2 separate regions of the Drosophila melanogaster genome follow, and region 2 is linked to region 1. The links are chromatin contacts, called in public targeted proximity ligation maps. All regions are on one chromosome and are shown on one strand. The core of a region is the stretch at or near the end of the contact, and the rest is flanking DNA. Distances in the headings are between cores, read along the strand shown.

Evidence for each region.
Region 2: a targeted proximity ligation map of the Kc167 cell line shows a contact between it and region 1, with 5 times the contacts expected there. A contact is called at or near these places in 8 of 107 Hi-C or Micro-C datasets (the Clone 8 cell line, the Kc167 cell line, the S2 cell line and 3 more) and 3 of 7 datasets of targeted methods (all in the Kc167 cell line).

The regions. Positions count from the first base shown.
Region 1 is chr3R:26,439,327-26,443,983 of dm6, reverse strand. tx (taxi) reads right to left here and starts at 3,206. Exons shown (of 2, transcript NM_001300614.1): 1 at 2,248-3,206.
Region 2 is chr3R:26,532,737-26,537,214 of dm6, reverse strand. plum (plum,) reads left to right here and starts at 1,998. Exons shown (of 11, transcript NM_001260388.1): 1 at 1,998-2,491. scrib (scribble) reads right to left here and starts at 865. Exons shown (of 25, transcript NM_001260393.1): 1 at 818-865.

The DNA of each region.
Region 1 (4,657 bases), core at 1,957-4,456:
TACCGGCGAGTGGCTCCTCCTCCCTCTGCAGTCTGCCCTTCACTTTTGGTTCGGTTGCAGTCGCTGCATTTTTAGGTGTAGCCATTAAATTTAGAACTTTTTCTGCACGCTTGTCTGCGCGCCCATGGGTTTTCCGGGGGGAAAATCGGGGCAGGAGGAATTGTTGAATTCAAGGATTTCGGCAGTCGGGTGCGGTTAAATGGAAAATGAAGCGTCTGCTGCTTGGGCACGGAAAAAAAAGCAACTGAACCACATGAGGCATTGCTATAACGAGGGTAGATGACTTAGTTTGAACAATGTTTTCTCTTGACAAGATAAAGTTAGCATGGTAAACGGATCTAAACTTTGATTTATAAATATTAGTAATCCTTCAATTGAAAAAGTAACTAAAGTAGTAAAATCATCATCAAGAACTAAACTTTCAACTTTAATTATTGCTTTTGAATGAAATCCAAAGTTGCTTTGTCTTTCGTAACTTCAAGAGCTGCCCTCTGGACCGATTCGCTATGGAATCTCCGACTGATTCAGATTGTCTCTGTGCCTGCCGTGTTTTTGATTCGTTTTGTTGTTGTTGTCTTTTCCACAGCTCTAAAATTAGTTTTCATTGTATGCAACTTGAATTTTCTTCCTTCACTATTTTCGTTTTCTTATTTTCGTAGCGCTCTATCTATTTTTTATCTGCCTCGATTTGTGATTCTTAATTTGCTTTTTGTGGAAAGCGTCAAAATCTTTCATTCGGCTTCGACTTTGTTGCCGATACTATATACATAGTCACCTATAGTCTATAACCTTTGTTGTTGCTCGCCTAGCTAGTTGCGCGTGTGTGTGTGTGTGTGGTTGCTGTTGTCTCGTGCTGTTGGCTGTTGCCAGTTGCACGTTGCACGTCCCCCTGATGCTAGTCTCGTGTGTGCTACCGTTGGCAGCTATTATTTTTAGCCGGCCTGCGGCAAGTTCTTATTTGTTATTTTACCCATCTCTTTTTTTGCCGTCTTTTGATTTTTTTACGCTTCTTTCCTTTTATTTCGTTTTGTTTTTTCTTCTGTTGATTTGTTGCCATTGCTTTGGCCAAATGATTTTGTTTGATTTTCCATTTACGTTGAGTTTGTTTATTAAAATTGGCACACACTGCGTATGTGTGATGTGGCCGTGTTTACATTCACCGTCTCCCTTCCACCACCGTGTGGATAAATACGAATACGTATGAGTTATATTTTGATAGCTTTCTGTGTGGTTTTGTATTACCCATCGGCTTTTGATTTGCTTGATTTTTTGACAGGTCTCTGGCATTTGCCTACGACTAACTTTTATTTTTCTTGATTTATTCCTGCTATTGTTATTGTTTAAGTCTCTTTGCAAGGAGGGGCGCTGGCTTTTCCCACATACGATCGAGATTTGGGTCAGGGGGACAGCAAACAATGAGGTAGGCAAGTATATATAGGGTAGCAATAGACTCATGTGTCCATAAACTAATTTAATTTTAGATGCACCTTTCCATGGCAGAAAAATCATTAAAATTTGACTCGATTAATGCGTGTATTTTTGGCGAATTTTTTTTTTGTAAATCATAAAATATTTATGACGAATAACATTTTTTAATCATGTATTGAGTCAGCCCATGAGATGCTAGTTTATTTTAGCTTTCGACAAAATGAATAATATATTAATATATTAAATAAATAAATGCCAAATTAAAATCGGCGATTGACTGGCTGCCAGAAACCAATTTTACTCGATTATTTGGGCAAACATAGTGCTTGTTGCCGAATGGTATGGCGAAAATGAAAGTAAATAAATAAATGCCGGCGTTGATTAGCACATCACAGATTTAAAGTGAGTGGCAGGTTAAGCGGGACTCTCATTGATGATGAGAATTCACAGCTTTTGTTTGCACATTAATTAAACTGTTCCCCCTACTTTGGTCGCAAACAAACGCAGCCAAGTTGCTGCTTCCCTTCGGTAACCTTTGAAAATCAGTTGACAACTGGCTGTCGTCGCCGTTTTCCCTGCTGAGCAGCTCGAAAACATTTTCCCCTGCACACATCTGGCTTTTCAACACCTTGGACAAATAAATGTTTCAGAAGTTTCTTAAAAGCCCGCCCTGCCCCATCTGCCAGCCACTAACGTGATTGGACAGAGGAATGCCTTTTGTCTATTTTTATTGGGGCGGCAACAAGAGATCGGGCAGATCTTCTATATCTTTTCTATATCTGAACGCTTATGTCTGATAAATGGCGGCGGTATATTTACCTTTTTGATTTCATAAATCCAACAATGTATGGCTGCGGGATTGGTCTTTCAGGATGATTTGAATTCAGTTGTGCACTCTGATTAAGATTTGTTGATGTTTTTATTTTAATTTTTGGTTCATTAAAGTTGCGCCAAAGTATGCAAATTGAAATTCCGACAACGCGCTGTCTAATTAGTCACCCAACTAATTTTGATATGCGATCTTTGTTTGAATTTTGTTTTGTTTGGACTTTTTTTTATTCTTTTCGGATTTAAAGTTATTAGCTCATGCATAAATTTGGCATGTTAACACAACAAAAAAGGTTTGTTTTCAGTTTTTATTTCCTCAAAAACTTCTGGAACTTGTTTTGGTTTGAATTAATATTGCGGTGGTTGTGGTTGTTGCGGTTGTGATTGCGCCGCTGGTTTAACTATTGATAATAACTTCGGTACGGTTTTCGCGCATTCTTGAGTTGTGTTTATCTTGGGCCTGCTGGAAAAGCCTCGAAGAATGGATTTTCCGTGAAAACGTGCAAGCCGCGTGTGTCAGTGCGGCGGTACTAATGTGTGCGGCGGTGTGCGTGAGGCCGGTTGCTAAAAATATCTATGAGTGCGCGTCGCTCGCGTTCTGTGTATCTGTATCTCGGAATCTGTATCTGTATCCAATATCCCGAGATGGCATACGAAAATACACGGAGAAAATGCTGCGCTGCGTCCGCCTGCTGCGCTTGTCGGCTGTGCACTGAATAGATATATCTCGCGGATCGCTGGGATGGTCTGACTTGGTTTGGCTTGGGATGCGGTGGCAGCTAAATCAGCTGACTACTGCCCCCAGTTGGCTTTGACTCCGTTAGCCAGGTTAGCGGCTCAGGTGGGCGGCGATGGCAGTGGAAGTCGGACTTTTGGCTCACTTGTCCGCTGCGCTGAGCGTGCGGCGCGCTATTGGAACGATCAATGAATGAAATGCCGCATTAAAAGGCAGCACAGTCTCGTTTTCTCAGCGACGACCAATAAACCGAGAAACCCACTGGCGCTCGCCAACGCCAACACAAAACAGCCCAGCGCACAACACAACACAACACAGCACAGCTCAGCACAAAGTCATTGAAGAGAAACCAGTTCTCTCTTTCCCCAAATATCCACATCCACCCGATGTGTGGGTGCTTTTTGCGTTGGCCGGATCGGATGGGATCGTATCGTATCGGATCGTATCGTATCGTACTGTATCGCATAGTACGGTCCCAGTTGGTCTTTGGCGCACTCTCTTGAGTGATTTCCGATTCGGATGGATTTTCGGTTTCGTTTCGAGTGTTTTGAGTGCTACCACGAGTACGCGTAGACGGCCCCCTGAGATTTCGTATGATCTAATATCGCCAGGCAGTTATTTATTTAAATTTATTGCTAATTTTATTTGCTGCTGCAGCAGCGCTTGACATTCATTTGTACAAGTCAGACATTGCTTGAGCTCACTTGAAAATAGTTAAAAATGTTTATTCGCCTTTGATTGAGATGGTATCAGCTACCAAAGCTTGACTTGTGTCGGATCTCCATTTTTAAGGTTGAACTTTGGTTGCCAGACCATAAATGATACTCATTCTTGGTATTTATTTGGATCAACTTGGATTTCGTGGCGAATTATGAGGCACGTCGAAGTAAAGTTCAAGGAAATCTCCTCATTTGTTTGTCATTTAAGTGTTTTAAGAATGGATGGTGGAATTTTGTTGTTTTAACTTTAATTCATGACAAGTATTTAAAGTATTTCCTGTAAGATAATATAAATATATATAATAACAATTCTTCGAAACGTGGTGTTCAGTAATTTTCAGCAATTTAAATTGTAATTAAAATATTTTTGATGGGTATCTGATAGCCGACGCTTTTGACTCCTGTCCATATATTTGGATTTTATAATTTATTCTAATTCGTTTCGATCAGTTTCAGTTCAGATGTATTGGGTGTGTGCACTTCTCAAGTTGTTTTCACATAGCGTCTAATTTCAAAGTGCTAAGCTGATTTCAAAGTCACAATTCAGTTGTTGGAACCCGATTTTTTTTTATTTTTCAACAAAGAATATTGTTTAGAGTCATGTTTGTATAGTTTGTTTTTGCTTGCATTTTGTTGCTTCGCAAATAATTATAATTAACTGAAACAGGCAAATAATTGCAAAATGGATTTGCTCCTGCAGGCAAAACAAGTTGTTTTCTCATTATTGTAGCTATGACGACATACCCGGCTTAAATCTCGAGTTTGCCCCGATATACTCATATACGAGCATTTGTGAATAAATGACTTCGGGCAATAGACCGATCGACTCTGTGACTGACTGGCGATTAATTTATCTTTGTGCTTCTGTCTTCTGTCTGAAGGCGAGTTCGTCATCGTTTGTCGTGTTTTGTTCTTGAGTAAATAAATCATGATGACAACAGTTAAA
Region 2 (4,478 bases), core at 749-3,248, 94 kb before region 1:
GCGGCTCACTGGAGTTTGTTTGAAAGAGAGAGGACGAGCGAGAGAGCGCCAAAAGAGAGCCGCTTACACACAAACGCACAAACACGCGCCTGTGTGGGTAATAAGCGAAATAATGAATAATAATCAATTCTAATTGGCACTTGGTTGGAATGCCATAAAACGCATTGCATCACGTAGTTAGTTAAAAGAAACAAGAAACGCAACGCAACGCATCGCATTTGTTGCTTCCTCTCCACAGCGAAGCTGCGTGGAATGGTGGAATAGTGAAAAACTTCAGCGGAAAATTAACATTAATGCGACACACCCAAACGGACACACGCACACAGGGAAAGCCCGAAAGCCGGGAATCCAAATAGCTATTTCGTTACGTTACGTTTCTCTCGTTTTTGTGCCACTGTGCAGCGGCGTATGTTTTGGAATTTACACACACACGCACACGCAGGACAAGCGCACACACACGGACGAACGCACACATATACGCGCAGGCTGCGCAACAACAAAATGCTAGTCTAAGGCGGCGAGGAATCAGCGAAAAAGTGAAAGAGAAGGCGCTAGCTGGCGTTCTCCCTGCGTTTTTCGCACGCTTTGACGCGTTATTTGCACGAGTATTTACTGTAGTTACAGGGGCCACACAGAACAACGAAAATCGCAGCGAGCAGCACGTCTAAATTACGAACACGTACACGCACGCACACACACACACTCGCACGCACTCATGCAGTTAAAAAACAGGCGGTTTTTTCGCTTCCACACTCAAAAGCGGTCGAAAATCACGAGCGTTGGGTGAAAATCAACCGTTGTTTTCATCCGCGTTTACAATTTTTTCTCGTCGTCCGCCCGCGCGCAACAACAACTCTTTGCAGTATGACGCTCTGGAAAAACCAAGAAAAAGGTGACACTCCTCTTCCATCAACGAAGTATCTTCGCATACGTTCACACTTTGGAGAAATTTTGTGAATCGCCGTCTGGTCACACTACTAGCAACTGCGCAACTCACCTTTAGTAAAGACAACAACCATTCGTTTTATTTGCCATCTCTATTTCCGATTTTTAATCGGCGCCTTCCTATTTGAGATGAAGTTTAAGTTAATATTTTAAATTAAGATTAAAAGATAATGAATATTTTCATTAATTACGTTAAAAAAGGAAAATAACTTGAATACTGTAAAGTACTTGGTGTTCGGTAAGTAATTATAATATAATATAACACAAGATAATAATATAATATGTAATATTTTTCTAGTGCAAAATAAAAGTTACGTTTGTCTGTAATAAATTTAAATCTTAGTACTAGATTCAACAAACTGCATTTTTTTTGTGTCTCTTTTTTGCTTTACTCGCATTCCGTTTTGTTTGTTTTTCGCTGCTCGAAAAGCTTACGCTGCCGACTGCGACGTCGACATTGAAATTTTGGCGTCGCAAACAAAAACAAAAGTTGCCGGCTCTCTTCAAAGCTCAAATTGAGCAAGATAAAAGAGTGTACAAATTCTCTTAAGTTGCTGCTCTCTTACAACCGCTTAATGTTAAGCAATGTTAACCGATTTAAACCCAAAGGTTTTGTTCTTTGTATCTTGATGTTAAAAAGAGCTGAAATTGTTTAACATTTTTTTTTGTCATAGGAATGTGTATTTGATATTCCTTCATGTCTATTTGGTGTTTAAGAAGATATTGAGCATTATTTTTAGTGCTAAGTTTAAGTGAAGCCTAAATGATTAAAGCTGTGGAGTTCGATTTTTGCAATGCAAGACAACATCGTAAAGAAGAAGTAGAAGCTGGTAGTTTTTATCTTTTACGTTTTAAAACAGATGCGAATTTTCCATCTGATCGCAATCGTATTACATTCAAATCGGCGCCTTTCCCGAATCGGTTAACATAGCGCCGAGGAGAAAGAGAAATTGGGGGAGTATCACTATCGCTTTCTCGTTCTTTCGCCGAACGGGCTGCTTGTCGCCGCCGTTCCATTCATAAGCATAAGTTAAGCAGTGCGCCAAAGCTCGGCGAACAGTTTGGACGTGTTTGCTGCGTCGCTCTGTGTAATTGCGGGCGGATTTCTCTAGTAAATTTTTGCCGGCGCTTGTAAATTCGCGATATTTTCGACGACGCTGCGTGCTTGTGTGTGTTTCAAACAACAAACAAAAGTTAAACAAGCTGGGCAACAACAGTAATTGCAGCTATGTGTGCGTCTGTGTTTGCGTGTGTTTGAGTGCGTGAGTGCGAGCGAAACACAAACGTAAAGCGGAAATGCAAAAAAGACAACAAAGGTAGCAGAAAAGTAAAAAGTAAAAAGTAAAAGAGAGGAGCCGGTGCAGCCAGAAAGAGCAAGACAGCACGAGTGGGGGCTAATGAAAACGAAATGTGATTCATTGGCTTTATCAATTGTGCAAAATTCCGGCATTGTTTAGTCCTGGGCGACAAATAAATTATGACATAATACAACAAAGGGCGAAATAACAAGAAACTGGAGACGCAGCAAAGCACAAAAAAGCGTAAAGTGCGTGTATGTGTGCGAGTGGGAGTGCGTGTACGTTTGTGTGTGTGCGTGTGGGTGGCATCAGTATTTGAAAATTGAGAAATTCCAAACAAACAAAGCGGCAAAAAGGATATACGAATGTATGTAGCAAAGGAAAAACTCCAAGTACAGTAGTTGCTGCTGCTTCTTGTTCACGCAAAAGGCAAAAACGCAAAAAAGCAAAAAAACCCAAAGGCAAAATACCCGAAAAAGCAAAGGCAAAGCAGCAAGAGCGTAGCAAAAACAAAAAACAAGGAGCAAAACGGCGGCATCTCAAAAGCTTAGTAAGCTGCGCTGCTGCTGCCGCCGCTGCTGTTGCTTCTTCTTCACTGTTTTCTTCTCCTTATTTTTTATTTTTGCAAACAAAAAAGTATATGATGCCCAAACAAGAAGCGCAAGAAGAAGCAGCAGTCGGGAGAGGAACGAGCATAATAGAAGGTAGAAATTTCGAGGAAATCGAAATTTGCGTCGTTGCTGAAATTCGTTTGTTTCCTCATCTTCCTCCCCTTCGTCCTCTTCATCCGCTCTTTCGCTCTCTGTTTTCCTGAGCGCCGGATTTTGCGGCTCTTTGTGTGTGTGTGTCGTGTATCTGTGTGTTTTTGTGCAAAAATTCGCGTACAATTTGTTTTATATAACAACAACTACCCCAATGTGATTTCCTTTGCTCAGCCGGCTTTTTGCTCATCTTCCAGTTTTGGGTTTTATCTTAAACCAAAACCGAATATTATACAATATATTTCGAAAAAGATGTAAACGAGACAAAGTTTTATATCGCAGGGCTGTAAACAAATGAACGCCACAATGCACAGAAGAAATAAGCTAGTATTTCCAATATTTTTTCAACCAGAAGCATTTTTTATTTTATTCGTTTAATTTGCTTGCTTGGTTAATAAAACAAACGAATTTTTAATAAAATTCAATTAGAAATCTAAATGCTATTACAAATTTAAACGCAATCCAATTACTTTCTGTGTATTCAAAACAAAAAACCGTAGCTCAAATTCGCACAAGCGTTTTTTTTCATTTTTCTTTTGATTTATCGAATTGTTTTTTTTCAATTGTCGTACGGATAAAAGTTTGTCTGCGATGTGCGTTACTTTTTGCAAAGCCTTTCATAGTTCGAACAGCAAAGGCATCAACAATATAATAGTAAGCCAGAAATATATTTTAGCATTCATATATGCGATTTTTTGCTTTTTGCGAGCTTTGGTTTGCCGCGCAATTTTGCGCTCTTGAGATAGAAATGTATCTTGCAGATACACGCGCCTTTTGTCGAATTGAAATTGAAATGGGCTCCGCCGCCTTTTATGTGGCATCATCACCGCCATCATCATCATTATTATTATTATTATGACTACTATCATTATTATGGAGATGCGTGCGTAATGGCAGATGAAGAATCTGAGCCGTAGAATCTGCGAATTTATCGCAGCTTAAATCCGAGCACACACAAAAAGCCAGTACAAATTTAGGGCCGATAAAAGGATGTCAGAGGAAGTAAAAAGAAAGGATAGAGGGGAAAAACGCAGGATGAAGGATACCTTTGTTAATGCTGATATTATTATGCTAACTGATAGCAGCAGAAATATCTATGTTAAAAAAGGTAATTTTCAATGCAATTCTATACTCATTGCTAAGAACTTATAGTTCTTGGTGTAATAACAGAATATAATATCTAACTGGCGAACAAAAAAAGTTTAGAACGGAAATAATTGCAGTTCGTAAAACAATAGAAACCAAGGGGAAAAAACTTCGGTTGGCTTTTGGAAAAACTTTCTCAAAACTTTATGCTTTAAAAGTGTAATCAAGTAAATCAGTAATATTAATAATAACTTGAAACTTTTAGTTTCTCATACAGAGCTTCTTTTAATTTGATAAAAAAGCGACGCGAACAAAAGATGAACAAGAAATGAAAATTTGTTAATTTTGAATATGGCTTTTTCCAATCTTGGTATGTATTTTCACTGTC